Regions from separate parts of the Sus scrofa genome. Here region 1 is linked to region 2. Evidence: chromatin contacts called from public HiChIP or PLAC-seq data. All regions are on one chromosome and are shown on one strand. The core of a region is the stretch at or near the end of the contact, and the rest is flanking DNA. Distances in the headings are between cores, read along the strand shown.

Evidence for each region. HiChIP or PLAC-seq counts read pairs in DNA pulled down with a chosen protein or histone mark.
Region 1: a contact with region 2 is called in an H3K27ac HiChIP or PLAC-seq map of skeletal muscle. The contact joins two enhancer-like sites. A contact is called at or near these places in 5 of 47 Hi-C or Micro-C datasets (alveolar macrophages, embryonic fibroblasts, heart right ventricle and 2 more) and 1 of 2 datasets of contacts at active chromatin or transcription factors (skeletal muscle).

The regions. Positions count from the first base shown.
Region 1 is chr3:126,625,821-126,632,914 of Sscrofa11.1, forward strand. No RefSeq gene overlaps it. Among named protein-coding and RNA genes, the nearest start is that of TAF1B, 43 kb to the left of the region's middle. Within about 2 kb of position 3,036, at least 27 of the 83 cell types and tissues checked have an H3K27ac peak or open chromatin away from gene starts, as enhancers often do. A contact at or near this core is called in skeletal muscle and subcutaneous adipose tissue, where this site is marked.
Region 2 is chr3:126,495,689-126,502,953 of Sscrofa11.1, forward strand. It overlaps GRHL1 (grainyhead-like protein 1 homolog), which reads right to left. Exons shown (of 16, transcript XM_021087852.1): 4 at 7,117-7,265; 5 at 5,999-6,075; 6 at 4,123-4,279; 7 at 3,841-3,952; 8 at 2,402-2,496. Among named protein-coding and RNA genes, the nearest start is that of GRHL1, 12 kb to the right of the region's middle. Within about 2 kb of position 4,598, at least 5 of the 83 cell types and tissues checked have an H3K27ac peak or open chromatin away from gene starts, as enhancers often do. A contact at or near this core is called in skeletal muscle and subcutaneous adipose tissue, where this site is marked.

The DNA.
Region 1 (7,094 bases), core at 1,786-4,285, 130 kb after region 2:
GGCCAAGCAGCCGCCCCTGCGCCTCTAGACAGGACGGGCTCCCGGGGGCCAGTGGCTCTGTCCCTGTCATCAGAATTCAAATCCGAGCCGGGAGCGGCCGGCTGGTCTGCTTGAGCCATGAGTCGGTCCCCTTGGCCTGCAAGAGGGGGCCAGGAGACCGTGGAGAGGTCAGGGGGGGTCCCTCCAGGCCGTGTCATGACCCAGGACACTCGGGAGCTGGGGGGCTGCGGGGACAGAGAACAGGCCTGCCCGGCTCTGCCTCTTTAAGTGGCTTTCACGCCTCCGCTGTGAGCCAGTGGGTTAGGCTGGGAGACAGATGTGGCCCGTGGGGCTCAGGATGTCCCCTGGGCACCCTGGGCCTGAGCCAGCCCCCCTTCCCCGGGAGCACTGGGCCAGGTGAGCCCTAAACCCCTTCCAGCCCCGGGGTCTGCACCTGCGGAAACGCCAGGCGTGGCCTCCTGAGCCGTTTCTGCTCCCCCGACTTCCTCTTCCTCCTCTCCTCCTAGGAAGCCAAGGCTGCAGCCTCCAGGCATCAGGGAGGGAGCTGAGGCCAGGATTCAGGGAGGGCTGGTGAGGGGAACGGGCCAGGCTTTCTCTATCAGGCCGTCTCTGCCACTAGCTGGCATCCCTGCTGAGTTCATGGACCTTCCACCGCCGCCGGCCCAGCCAGGCCCCCAGAGAGGTCTCCACCCTGTGCAGCCCAGACCCCCACCCGGCCGTGGAGGGGAGGCCTGGGCCCAGCTCTTCTGAACCGTGACTCCCAACACGCAGCTGGTTTTGAGAAGGAGAGGTGACCTTGCAGCAGAGATGAGGCAGAGACACCTCCCCCCAAGCCCTGGGTGTGCCCCCGCCCCTGCCCACAGGGGCCTATCCTGGTGGCCAGTACCTCTGGGTGCAGCCCCAAGTCTGAAGCCTGGTGTCTGAGCAGCCACGGGGCCTGGGATGTCTTCGAGGGGCCACGGAGGCAGAGACGTCCAAGCCAATTCGGTGAAGGGTGGCGTTAGGACAACCAAGACAGACCAGTCTCCAGGCTCCTTCCGGACCCTCAGCTTCCACTCTGAAATGTCCTCAAACTGGGGAGCCCTGGGTCTGTTTAGGAATTCTTTCCAGAGAAGACTTTTTTCCTTTTTCTTTTGATGTCCCCACCCGCAGCACATGAAGGTTCCCAGGCTAGGGATGGAATCAGAGCTACAGCTGCCAGCCTACACCACAGCCACAGCAACATGGAATCTGAACCACATCTGTGACCGATGCCGAAGCTCACGGCAATGCCAGATCCTTAACCCTCTGAGTGAGGCCAGGGATCGAACCACCACCTCATGGATCCTAAGTTCTTAACCCGCTCAGCCACAGCAGGAATTCCAAGGAAGCCTTTTAATTGGGTGTTTGTAATCCAATAAACATCTAAAGAGAATGTGATTTGCATATTCTGGCTCATCCTGACAAACCCCTAAGCGGCGGTTGTCGGGGGGCAGCCCTGTTTCCAGGGCACTAACCGCAAGGCTCTTTGAAGGACGGCAGGCTAATGAGAGAAGGACCCAGAGAAGCCGGATGACGTCATGGCCCACGGAGGTGGGGGGGGGAGCCCAGCCCAGCCCGATGGATGGGGAGGCCCAGGCTCCCATCGGCAGGCCGAGGTCTGCGGGTTCCCGACAGCCTCTGCCACGGCCCCGTGATTCATCCTCTATCTTGGCTCAGCACCTGGCGCCCCAAGCCCAGGGCAGAATTTTCTAGGCTGTGTGGCAACAAGATCAGCCATCCTGAGAGCACTGGGTGTGCCGAGGTTGGGGGCAGGGCTCGCGGCAGAAGCGGATGGCTCTGAGTCACCCCCAGGGGACAGCAGGGACTGTGGAAGAGTCACAGGGAAGAAAGTTGCCCCTCCGTCCAGATACTTCAATTTCACGCCTCTGCTGGGTGCTGCCCACCCCACACCCCGAGGCACCGGCTCAGGGTCTTCATTGGCCTGGAGGACAGCCATGCGGGGAGGGGCCAGGCCGACTCGGAGAGCCCAGGCCGCCCTCTAAGCCCCGTGTGGACGGAGGGTGTCCTCCCACGGCTGGTGGAGTCTCTGTGATGTTGGCCACGGGTTCTCTTTGGGTCTCCGAGAAGCCCCGCTCTGCCCTGCCCTGGAGGTATTGACAGAGTGGCCTGGAAATCTAGGTCAGCAGCAGGCAAGTCCCTACAGGTGGGTCCCGGTGCCAGGAGAGAGAGACCCAGGAAAGCCATGAGCTCAGAACCCATTGTTATGACACATCTCGTTTCCGGCCCGCCCAGAAACCCGGCCTCTCTGGAGGCGGCATAAGGGAGGTGGGGATTAGGAGCCACCTGGTTCTGGACCCAGCTTGGAAGTCTGGCTGTGGGTTGTCTCACAGCCCTGGGTCCCCTGGGGTTTGGACTAGAGCATCTTGGGGTCTCCATCCCTGCCCCTGCCGGCTGGCCCTTTGGCTGGTGCTGCAGCCATGCCAGGATTAAGGAATAAACCCTCCCGGTTAGTAGAATCCTTACTCCACCCAGTCCGCAGGACAGCCAGCCCAGGGCCGAGGGTCCCCTAGGGCTACTATGAGTGGGAAAATGCAAATGGACAAGGAGCTTCAAAAGGGGACGGGACTTCAACTGACTGCATTTGGACCCAGGCTTCTAGAGGCTTTTTTTTTTTTTTTTTTTTTTTGGCCACACCCATGCATGGCATGTGGAAGTTCCTGGGCCAGGGATCGAACCTGCGCTGTAGTTGTAACCTGCACCACTGCTGAGGCAATTCCGGATCCTTAACCAGGTAGGAACTTTCAGGTTCCCAGAGGCTTAAGAAGGCTTTAGGGTTCTACCAGAAGTGGGTTTGAAAATTCCTTTGCTACAAATGCTCTGAAGCAAGCTATGGCTTTCTCTCTATCCGTCATCCACGCAGCCAGCGCTGCCTGCTAGCATGTTCTTGAATGGAGCAAGCCCAGCTGGCAGAGCGTCCAAGCGCAGGTGGCTGCAGCAGCTGCCAGGCTGGGGAAGGAGCAGTCATTCCAGGCCGGCCAGCCCTTAAGTTGTCATCCACCATGGGTGGGGCAGGAGCTGGATGAGGAAGAAACTCACAAAGGGGCATGAATCTGCCTCCGCAGAGCCTGGACCGCCTCCCCGAGAGCAGGGAAGGGCCTGCGCCACGGGACGTACAGCCTTACATGGAGGGTCCCAGGTCCCCAGGAAGGGGAAATGCACAAAAGCTGAAGGTGAGGAAACTAAGTCTTAGAGGGAAAAGGTGCCTGGCCCAAAGTCAGCCAAAGTCAAGGCTGACCAGGAATCCGGAAAGAGTGGAAAGAAGAGGGGAGAAGGGGAGGGGAGGGAAGAGAAGGGGGTGGCTCTGGAGCTGGGGCTGGAATCAGCAGGGGCAGGGCAGAGATGGCTCATCCGGCCTTCTGTCCAGAGATCTGGTTTCTGGGTGCTCTGGGACCCACCCAGCCCCGCCTCCCAGTGGCTTGGCCTGTGCTGTGCACGCCTGCCCTCTGGTGGCAAGATATGGAAATGCAGCACCTCTGAGGGGGCGGTGGGGGGGTAGTCCTTCTACTAAATACAAGTCAGTTCAGCCCTTTTGTGCATCTGGCGCTGAGCTGAAGATGGAGAAAAAAGGAAACAGCCCCAGTTCTGAGAGTGAGTGGTTTTTTTTTTTTTTGGCAGGGAGAGGAGAAAACTGACTGTGACAATACAATGAAGAAGGAACTTGGGTTGGGGGAGTCTGGGGTATCACAAAAGAACGCCGCTTTAGAACAGGACATGCCCAGAGTTCCAGATTAAGAACCCAACTAGTATCCATGAGGATGCGAATTCCATCCCTGGCCTCGCTCAGTGGGTTAAGGATCCGGTGTTGCCGTGAGCTGTGGTGTAGGTTGCAGACTCAGCTCAGATCTGGCATTGCTGTGGCTGGGATGTAGGCTGTGGCTGGGATGTAGGCTGGCGGCTGTAGCTCCAATTCGATCCCTAGCTGGGAACCTCCATATGCCACAGGTGCAGCCCTAAAAATACATAGATACATAAATTTTAAAAATAAAACAGGACCTCCCCACCTCTTGAAGCAGGAGATTTTCCCAGCAGAAGGCACCGCCAGGCCCCTGCTCTGGAGGCCCCAGGCAGCCCAGCAGGGATGAGAGGGGCGGGGGGGGGGGATCTGCAGTACTGGCCTGTCTGCAGCCAGAGCCCCCGAGCCAGGGGGGACCCTGGAAGAGGTTTGTGGCTGTGTCTGCAGAAGAGCCTTGGGGCTGTGGGGTGAGGGGCAGAGAGGATTCCACTGCTTCTCACTGTCTGAAACCAGCCTCACATCAGAGAGGCTGTGGGGCCAGTTGGTTAAGTTCTTGGTCTTTGGAGCCAGACTGTCTGGGGCCTCACGGCACCATGCGACCTTGGGCGGTCCTCCTCCCGGGACTTCACTTTCCCCATCGGTATTAATGGTCATGAGGTGGTAATAAGAAGGCAACCCTTTCAAGGGTTGCCAAGGCGGTTATAAAGACGTCGGCACAGGAAAGGCACCTGGAGCAGTGTTTGGCACATGGTGACTGCTGGTTACACCCATCCTTCCTTCTTCTAAAATCGTCCCCTCCCTCACTCTCATGGTGGACAGTGAGGGCAGAGGCCCAGAGAGAGGACCCTGGTTCTGCTGAGCCTGGAACCTGAGAGCCGGGCACAGGCCTGGCACAGCAGAGGCAGCACTGTCACCTGGACCCCAACCCACCCCTGGGCAGTTTCCATGGGCCCAAAACTGCTTTTCTTTTCTTTCCTCTTTCTGCTGCACCTGCTGCATGCAGACGTTCCCAGGCTAGGGATCGAACCTGCACCATAGCAACGACCCATGTCACAGCAGTGACAATGCCAGATCCCTAGTCACGAGGCCACCAGGGAACTCCTGGAAGAGCTTTTCTCTGGGAGGACAGCTCTGGATTCTTCCACAGGTCCCGTGGGCAGCTGCAGGCTGGTTTCAGAGCTGTTTTGTGTGCAGTCTGCACGAAAGCATTGGCTACAGGCAACAACACGTGTTGAACTTGGCTTTCTGGAAGTGATGAGCTCTCAAGCCTCACTATGCCACGTGCAGGTCTTGACCTGGCAGCATGCGCCTTACCCAGGAGCTGGTGGGAAGTGCAGGCCCTCAGGCCCCGGCCCAGACCGAGAGAATCAGGACCGGCCCCTTAGTCAGAAGATTCACAGTCTGCGGAGCGAGAGCATCCTAAGCAGCCGGACGAAGGGGCAAAGGAATTGCAGGGTGGTGCACGTGCTCGCCGAGCCCTCCCTGGGCAGCGCCCGTGCCAGGATCTAGGGATCTGGCCAAGGTCAGAACCTCCTGGACCCTTCTGTCACCAGGGCCTCCACACAGCGCTGACCAGCCAGTGCTGAGGGGGCAGAGGTGCAAAGGTGCCTATGAGCCCAAGCCTGTCCCCCAAGAGTCAGGACTCTGAGGGAACAATTGGAGGTGGCCGGGCAGAGGGGACCGATTCCAGGGCTGGCGAGTCCAGGGCTGGCGTTTTCAAAGGAGAGGACTTCGCAGACCTTATCCTAATGCCTTCAGGCCCCAGGGCAATCCGAGGCTCATATAATCTATGTCTAAACATTTTAAAAGTAGAGGGTTCCTGTTGTGGCTCAGGGAGTTAAGAACCCGACTTGTATCCATGAGGTTGCAGGTTCGATCCCTGGCCTCGCTCAGTGGGTTAAGGATCTGGCACTTCTGTGAGCTGTGGTGTAGATCGCAGATGCATCTCAGATCCCCAGTTGCTGTGGCTGTGGCGTAGGCCAGCATCTGCAGCTCTGATTTGATCCCTAGCCTGGGAACTTTCATATGCCACAGGTGTGGCCCTAAAAAGCAAAATCAATCAACAAATAAGTAAATAATTTAAAATTATAAATCAAGCTCATAAACTATTCAATCAAATATGTTCCAGCCTCTTACCTTGGCAAAAATGCCTTCACAAGAGCCTACAAGGCCAGGTTCAAATTTAGAATTGTGGGCTTCCTTGGCACCAAGCACCAAAACACAGTGGGTCTAGACGCCCGCTGGCCCTCCCCTCCTGTTCTCACCCATAGTGCCCCTCGCGTACAGGCACACGAGTGCCACCCCCCCACCCCGCCCCTGGCCTGCTGCCCATACCCGCACCCCCCACCCCCCACAAAAAGCTGCCCTTTGGGACCCGCACACTGAGTGGCCCCCAGGAGGACCGCCTTGGGAGCAAGCCCAGGAAGTCCCTGGAAATTGGAGGGGGGCGTGGTTCCGGGAGGGCGTCCCCTTGACCCCATCAGCAGGGCCCCAGCTGCAGAGGCCCTGGGACAATGAAACTGTGGCCCACTCGCTGTAATAAGCTACACTCTAATTTCGGGGATGTGAGAAAAAAATGTGCATCTTACTTTGGACGCCCGGTAGCCGTCGGATTCCCTGCCGTGAGAATGTCCTGAAACCTACCGCCGCACTGAGTCTGAGGATCAGTGTGCCGAGTGTTAACCATACCAACCATTTCCATCGTTAACCAGGTTAAATCGTCTAATCCACCAACAAGGGGTATCTTTTCAATCATTTAGACCTTTACTTTCTCCAACTGGTGTTTGGCAGTTTTCTGTGTAAAAGCCTTGCACTTCTGGAGTTCCCATCATGGCGCAGTGGAAATAAAGCCGACTCGGAACCATGAGGTTGTGGGTTCGATCCCTGGCCTCGCTCAGTGGGTTAAGGATCCGGCGCTGCCGTGAGCTGTGCTGTAGGTCACAGATGTGGCTCGGATCTGGCATTGCTGCGGCTGTGGTGTAGGCCGGCGGCTGAAGCTGGGATTCGACCCCTAGCCTGGGAACCTCCATACGCCGCGGGTGCAGCCCTAAAAAAAGGACAAAAAAAACAAAAACCAAGCCTTGCACTTCTTTACAAAGCCTTCTTATATTCATTCCCTCTTTGGAGCCTTGAAAACCCTCTGTGAAGTAGGCATGACAGTCAATATTAAGCACATTTTATAGACCAAAGACTCTTCGACTAGTAAGTGACAGAGCTGGGACTTGAACCCCTACTCCCAGTCTCCCAGCAGAGTCAGGCCTGGACTTGCTCAGCCTGGGGGTCGCTTGTTCTCAGTCCTCCCTGCACAGGGACCAGGCAT
Region 2 (7,265 bases), core at 3,348-5,847:
GGAACCTCCATATGCCGCGGGAGCGGCCCAAGAAATAGCAACAACAAAAGACAAAAAAAAAAAAAAAAAAAAAAAGAATCCATACGGGTCCTCTAATCCAGAACAAGACAGTGGGATGCTCTCGGGAAAAGAAGTTCAAGAAAAATTCTATACAGGATCCTGCACGTACCTTTGTTCCCCCGAGTTGCCCTGGGGCATCAATTACGTTAAGTGTAAAACAGAAAACATCAACTTGGCCAGGGAAAGCAAAATACCCACAGACTTAATTTCAACACACACTTGAAGCGGATGCCCGATGCCAGCTTCAAAAGGCAGCAGGCTCATTAAGAAATGACACGAGCCCCATCTGGGAGCCGGCAAAGGCTTTAAAAAATCCAGTCCGTGCTGGGGGTCTGGAAGGGGAAACGAGACTGAATCTACCTGCACCCACTCCCAGGGCGCTTATGGCTACTTAGGACCTGCCTCCAAATAAGTTTCTCTTTAAGACAAACACGCCGAAGGCCTTCGGCATAAAACTGGCCATTATTCCCGCCCCCCCAACACCCCGCCCGGAGAGTGACACATCCAACAAACAAAGCACCTGGCCCACAGGCAGGCCTTGCCGCCAAGATCGCCACGCACTGTGACAAGTGCCTATTAGTCCCGATGACGCTCCAGCAAAGAAGAGAGCTGGTCACCATGGCCTTTTTATTCTCGGGGGACACGGGGGAACAAGGAGCCAGTGCATCACGGCGCCAAGCCCAGGTCACAGCTAAGTCAGAAGAGAGAACTCGGCTGAGAGGCGAGGGTCCCTCCTCCGCGGTTCTCCACCGGCCCCTCAGGGGAGGGGGAGGCCTGTCCCTACTCGGACTCAGGAACAGGCAGCTGGGGCAAGAGAACCGGCTGTTCTCGCAGGCCGCGTGCACACGGTGTCCTACCATGAGATTTAATTTCCAAATAACCGTAACGACAATTCTCTAAAATGAAAAGTTTACTTGTCCTTCTACCGGCTTCTCCGTGGTGAATTCACTGTTTAATCGAGCTCCAAACTCTGAGGTATCTGCGTGGGATGGAGGTGGTCGGCCGGAAAACCCTGAGGCAACTACAGTGACTAAAGCTTCCTTTACAGACTGGCGGACCCCACTCGCCACAGCCTGCACGCTTTCATTTTTTTGCCTTTTTAGGGCCACCCCGGCGGCTTATGGAGGCTCCCAGGCTAGGAGTCGAATCCGAGCTACAGCTGCCGGCCTCCACCACAGCCCAGCAACGCCAGATCCAAGCCACGTCTGCAACCTACGCCCCAGCGCACAGCAACGCCGGATCCTTAACCCACTGAGCGAGGCCAGGGACGGAACCCGCAACCTCATCGTTCCTCGGCGGATTCGTTTCCACTGCGCCACTGCGGGAACTCCTCTCCTGCACTCTTGAGACACACTGTAGCCTTAGACACCACGGCCACAAAAGGCAAGGAAAGCGATTGCAATACAAACGTAACGTGTTTTCTCAAGGATCCAGCCACATGATTTTTAAAAGCCACCCTAGGCAGTAAAAAATTCTAAAGTACTTAGCACCAAACGCAGGGTCTTACTCCACATTGTTAAAATTCTTACTGAATAAATAAATAAAAGAGAGGCTGAGAAGGGACAAGAAGGCGGCGGTAACTTTGCGCCTGGTCCTGGATGCAGAAGAGTATTCCCGACACCACAACAGACGCTGAAGGGACCTTGTCACCAACTGCCCTCAAATGAAGGGTTCCATGGCGTTGCCCGAGCTCTCAATTTTCAAACTAATGCTTACTTTTTCTGAAAAGGTACCAAAAAAGTCCCCAGTACAAGTATCCAAAGACCCTCTGAGCTGGAGGCCAGCGCGCTCTTGCCCGAGCCTGAGAGTCAGGAGCCTCGCAGGAGGGTACCTGGAGGGTGGCGCCGTGGGGCCGGGCACTGCCACCAGGACAACCCGTGCTCAGGCCCTTCCGCAGACAGCCTGGCAGCGTCACGGGCGCAGCTCCAACCGCGCTCCGGGGGCAGCGCCGGGGGCGAGAGGAGATGGGCATCACCTCCACTCCGCACAGGAGGAGACGGAGCCCCGAGAGAGAGACGGACAGACAGAGCCGGGAGCCACGCTCCGGCCCAAGACGCCGCACTCTCCGCAGCCGTGGCCTCGGGGAAAGGTGCAGGCGAGGCCGGCCGGCGGAGGAGGCGCCCGGCTCGGGACAGGCTGGGGAGACGGGCTGCTCCTCCTCCCAAGCCCTGTCCTGCTTCGAGCCCCTTGTGTCTGGGGCTGTGACCTGCCTTCCCAGCCCTGCACGCTCTCCCTACGCCTTAGCAAAGGACCGAGAAATAAAAAAAAAAAATCGGGGCTCAAATCACTGAGCTCCTGCCACTCCTGCCCAGAGAGCTGGTGCTGCCCCCGCGCCGCCTACCTTTGCTTCATCGTTGATGTCCCACGTGAAAGAAATGGCGTTATACGCGATCTCCTCGATGTTGCTGATGGTGTTGAAGCTTTCTTTGTAATCGGCTACACAAGCGATGGGAAAGAGAAAGAAATTTGTGATTTCCAGCTTCCGGCAGGAGATTACAGCAGCTCAAGGTGAGAGTCAGCTCTTCGTGGTACCACCGCTGGGTAATATTTTTTGGCCACGCCAGAGGCATGTGGAAGTTCCCTGGTCAGGGATGGAAGCCTCGCCACAGCAGTGACCAGAGCCTCGGCAGGGACAATGTTGGGTCCTTAACCCACTGAGCCGCCAGGGAACTGCATTGCTGGAAAATTTTAATTCACATTTTGCTGGGCTGAAAGGAGTTCAAGAGATGAAGAAAAAGAGTAACAGAGGCAAGCTTAGATATATTTAATTTTATCCCATTGAGTAAAAATTAGGACAGTGAGGTCTAGAAAAGTTTAAATAATTGTCCCAAGGCCACAAAACTAGTCCAAGGAATCAAGCCTGGAACTCAGTTCTTTTAATTCTTCTGCGAGAGAACTTAAACATTTCCAAAGGCAGAGAAAAGAAGCGACACAGATTCAGAGCCATCTCGTGAAACGCACAATGCTTCCACGTGAAAACCACATACCCGCCAAGAGGAGCGGTCGTCACAAACCACCTGACTGACCGTGGAGCTGCACAGGTCTGCGCTGCGCCCCACGTGACACACCTGCGGGTCCATTTGCACACGGAAGAGACTGGCACGCAGTTGGGCGCGTTAATGGGGGAGGATCGTGCGACGGCACCTCAGCAGGATTTTCCTTCCCTCGTTTTTTTTTTTCCTCCACCTTATTATCACCTCCAGATAACCAGAATCTCTTAAAAACGACGTTACCCCTCAAAAAAAAAGTGTCACCCTGGAGTTCCTGTTGCGGCAAAGCGGGTTAAGGACCTGATGTTGTTTCTGGGAGGACGTGGGTTCAATCCCTGGCCTTGCTCAGTGGGTTAAGGATCTGGCGTTGCTGCAAGCTACAGCGTATGTCACAGATGTGGCTTGGCTCCCTCGTTGCTGTGGCTGCACACAGACCGGTGGCGACAGCTCTCCTTCGACCCCTAGCCCTGGGACCTGCCATATGCCATGGGTGTGGCCCTAAAGGGGGGGAAAAATGTGTCGCTTGACAAGCAGGGCACTTGATGTGAACTGGCTCTACGGCCCCTGGCCCCAGGGTCACATGGGGAGCCACTGCACGCGGCCCGTGTCCTCATGAGGGAAGTAAGACTGAGAGCCCTGATTCCAGGAGCCCAAGGACAGGGCTGGGAACACATCAGGGGCTGGCACAAAAATTCAAATGCGTTCGGCAGGAAGCGGACGGCTGCCAAAAATAATTGGACGGAGAACACGGGATGCCTGCAGCCCGGGAACCGAGCGGCCGGGCCCTTACCTATGTCAATGCACCTTTGTTTGGCCGTGTGCTGCCGTGAGTGCCAGTACTTCCAGTGCCGCAACTGGTCCTCTCGGCTTTTGTCCTCGGCAAAAACCACCATGACGACACTCTGCGAGAGAGGGGGCCGCGGAGTGGCGTGAGGACGCGGGGGCGGGGGCCGCAGGGAACCCTGCCGGGGTTTCGCCTTTGCCGGGAGGGCCTCGCTCAGGGGGGCCTCCGCCCGGGGGCGAGGCGGCTCTGCCCAGCTCCCCCGACGGCAGGACGGGCAGCGGGACTCACCCGGACTTTGCTGATGGGGTGGTGGATCCCCTCGCTGCTGCTCACTTCCTTCAAGGTCACGGGGTAGAACTGGCCCTTGTTCAGGTAGGTCATGGTGCTGTCTCCCGGCTTCTGTCGCAGCGACTTGGAGGCTTCCAGGGTATACTCGAAGTTGTTCCTAAAGAACAAAACGGGGTCACGACGCCCTCATCCGGGCTCTCGGGAGCTTCCCACACCAAGCGTGCGCGCCAACCTGAAAGGCTTCCGTGTGGACGGAGGCAAAGAAACAGCCGACTGACCAGGTCGTGTTATTAACAGCATCTGCTGCTCTTCCCAAAATACACAGAATCTCAAAGAGCCCCCAGTGCTCAGAGATCTCAGATGCGGGCCCACCAAGTGCCCAGCTAGAAATTCTCTGAAGTGACGTTAACAACGGAGAGTCTGGAGGCGAAGGAGGCCGAAGACACGGATGAGCCAAAGGGCTCTGGAAGAGGACTCCCGGGACGGGCTGCCAAGCTGGTGTTTGCCCTGCGAAGGCTGCAAACGGCAGGCGGGGAGGCCTCTGATTACATGGGAGTTGGCCGGCAGAAACAGCCCTGTTTGAAACTGTTTTTGCTCATCAGTTACCATCCCCAGATGGCATTCGACAGTCTTCGACCGTTTCTATGGTCTTATAGCTCCGGGTATTCATCCCCCGAGGCTGCTTCATGAGGCCAGGGGCTGGTGAATGACACTTACTTTTATAAATAAAGTTTTGATGGAACGCAGCCATGCCCTCTGATCACACATGCTCTGTGGCTGCTTTCGTGCCACAGTGACAGAGCGGGGCAGAGCTGGGCAGTTGCGACAGAGGCTGTGTGGCCCGCAGAGCCGAAAATATTTCCTATCTGATCTTTTACAGAGTTTGCTGACCCCTATCCTAGATCCCGAAGGCATCTGAGTCTGTGACCCCTGTCCCTCGAGGCAGGTCTTGAAGGAAGTCTTACTCCCCATAAAATCCTAGACTTTTCAATAAAACTTATTTGAAAGCATAACACACATAGGAATGCATAAAACAATTACAAAATGAAATCCTAGACTCAAAAAAAAAAAAAAAATCTGAAGACATTTAAATATAACTTGGAAGAGGAGTTCCCATCATGGCTCAGTGGTTAACGAATCCAATTAGGAACCATGAGGTTGCAGGTTCAGTCCCTGGTCTTGCTCAGTGGGTTAAGGATCCTGCATTGCCGTGAGCTGGGGTGTAGGCCAAAGACGCGGCTCAGATCCCGCGTTGCTGTGGCTGTGGTGTAGGCTGGCAGCTCCAGCTCCGATTCGACCCCTAGCCTGGGAACCTCCATATGCCGTGGGAGCGGCCCAAGAAATGGCAAAAAGACAAAAAAATAAAATAAAATAAAATAAAATAACTTGGAAGAGATGCATCTTCCCAGGGAGAGGTGCAATCTTGTGGCGTATAAAAGAGGGGGTCAGCGCCCTACAAGCGGACTCCATTTATTTTATCATCAGTGAGACTAATACAAATATAAAAGCCTCTATCCACCTGATGCCATTCCTAAAATCTCACACGATTATACACTTGTGGGAACACAAGGGGCCTCCGGGCTCTAACCGAACCCCTGGATCTCGTCTCTGAGACTCCAGTCTACCACCGTCATATACAGAAACCAAAGGACAGAAAAAGCACCAACACCAAGAGTCAGGGAAGCGTGAAGCAGCGCTCAGAGGTCACAGCCGAGTGCACCAGAGCCGGCCCTGCGCAGCGATGCCCACAGGAACTGCAGGAAGACAAAGCTGAAAGGCGAGGAAGCCACCTCTGATTTTCCAAGATCGAATTAACGAAAAAGAAGGGAGTCGTAAAAGCTGAAAGGTACAAGTCAAATTAAAAGACAACTGTTACCCAGAAACACTGTCAAAAACATAGTCCTCTGAACTCATGCCAGGCATCCGCAGACTGAGATCCGAGGGGAAGAACACCTGAAACATCAACGCAAGAGGCCACAAGGTGCAACTGGTTAGCGGGCTCCCCACAGACCGGCCTCTGGTACAGCCTCAGAGCACGTGGCTCTCGGCAACCCACCGCCCCGTCCACGCTCGTCGAAAAGAAAAACTGGAGCTCTGCACACAATCTTAAGAGAAAATGAAAAGGGAAACGACAATGGATTTTCTATGCCACCCGATGAAACGAAGACAATCTGGGGAGGTGCCCCACAAAGCGCTTCCTCAGCCTCGTCCCTCGTCTTCCCACACACCCCCATTCTGTTCACAGGGAACGTGCGACCCCCATCTCGGGCCTTTCGGGAGTCAGCTCCATCATCAGCTCTAAAGAGGCACCAAGTTAAAACACCGAGTCGGGTTCGCACCCTGGCTGGCTGGACTGGTGCACGCTCTCGGGAAGGGCGCCTGGCCTACTCCTGGCTGCCTGGGGGAGTCATTTGCCCGCTGGTCCCACGAGTCGCTAAAGACGGTTCCAAATGTCTTCTGTCCCCGACTCGCACCGAGTGCCGCGTTCGTCACCACAAAACCCTCGGCCGTATTTGGCATTAGTTTGAAAGTGTCACACGATGCGTGTGTCATCAGGACCCCCCTGTGCCTCCCTGACAATGCTACCAACCAAGAGACACCCCGCAGATACCGAAGTCATTTTAGAGAAAGACCAGTTGCACAGAGCTTTGGCTTGGTCTTGGACAAAAGCTGAAAACAGACCACGTGGAGGTATCTGCTGTCGACGGCAGATTATGTACGCGGCTCTCTTTCTCCAGCAAATCACCAAGCTGAAATCACGACTGTTAATTCAGCTGCTGGTAAGATGAGCCATGCGCTCTTGATAATAATTTCTGGTTTTATAGGTTTCGTTTACAAACGAGACTCATGGGCCTTTTTTCTTAAAAGAAAAATCTTTTGTTCCCCATCCATTCACTTGGGGCTGAGTTTCAAGCTTACATAACCGGGAGGAGGCGGAACCCAATACTTATATAAACACGCGGCGTCTCAGGAGGATGCTCGGGCTTCCTGTACCTCCTGCACGCCTTCCTTGAAGGTCTCCGAGAAGGTGGAGTCTGGAGTCCGCCTCTGAGCGTTCGGGGGCTGAGCGCCAGAGCTGAACTGGTCGGTATTCAGGTTCCGGTCGAACACCACCACCCGCTCGGGGGGCTCCGGATGGTACA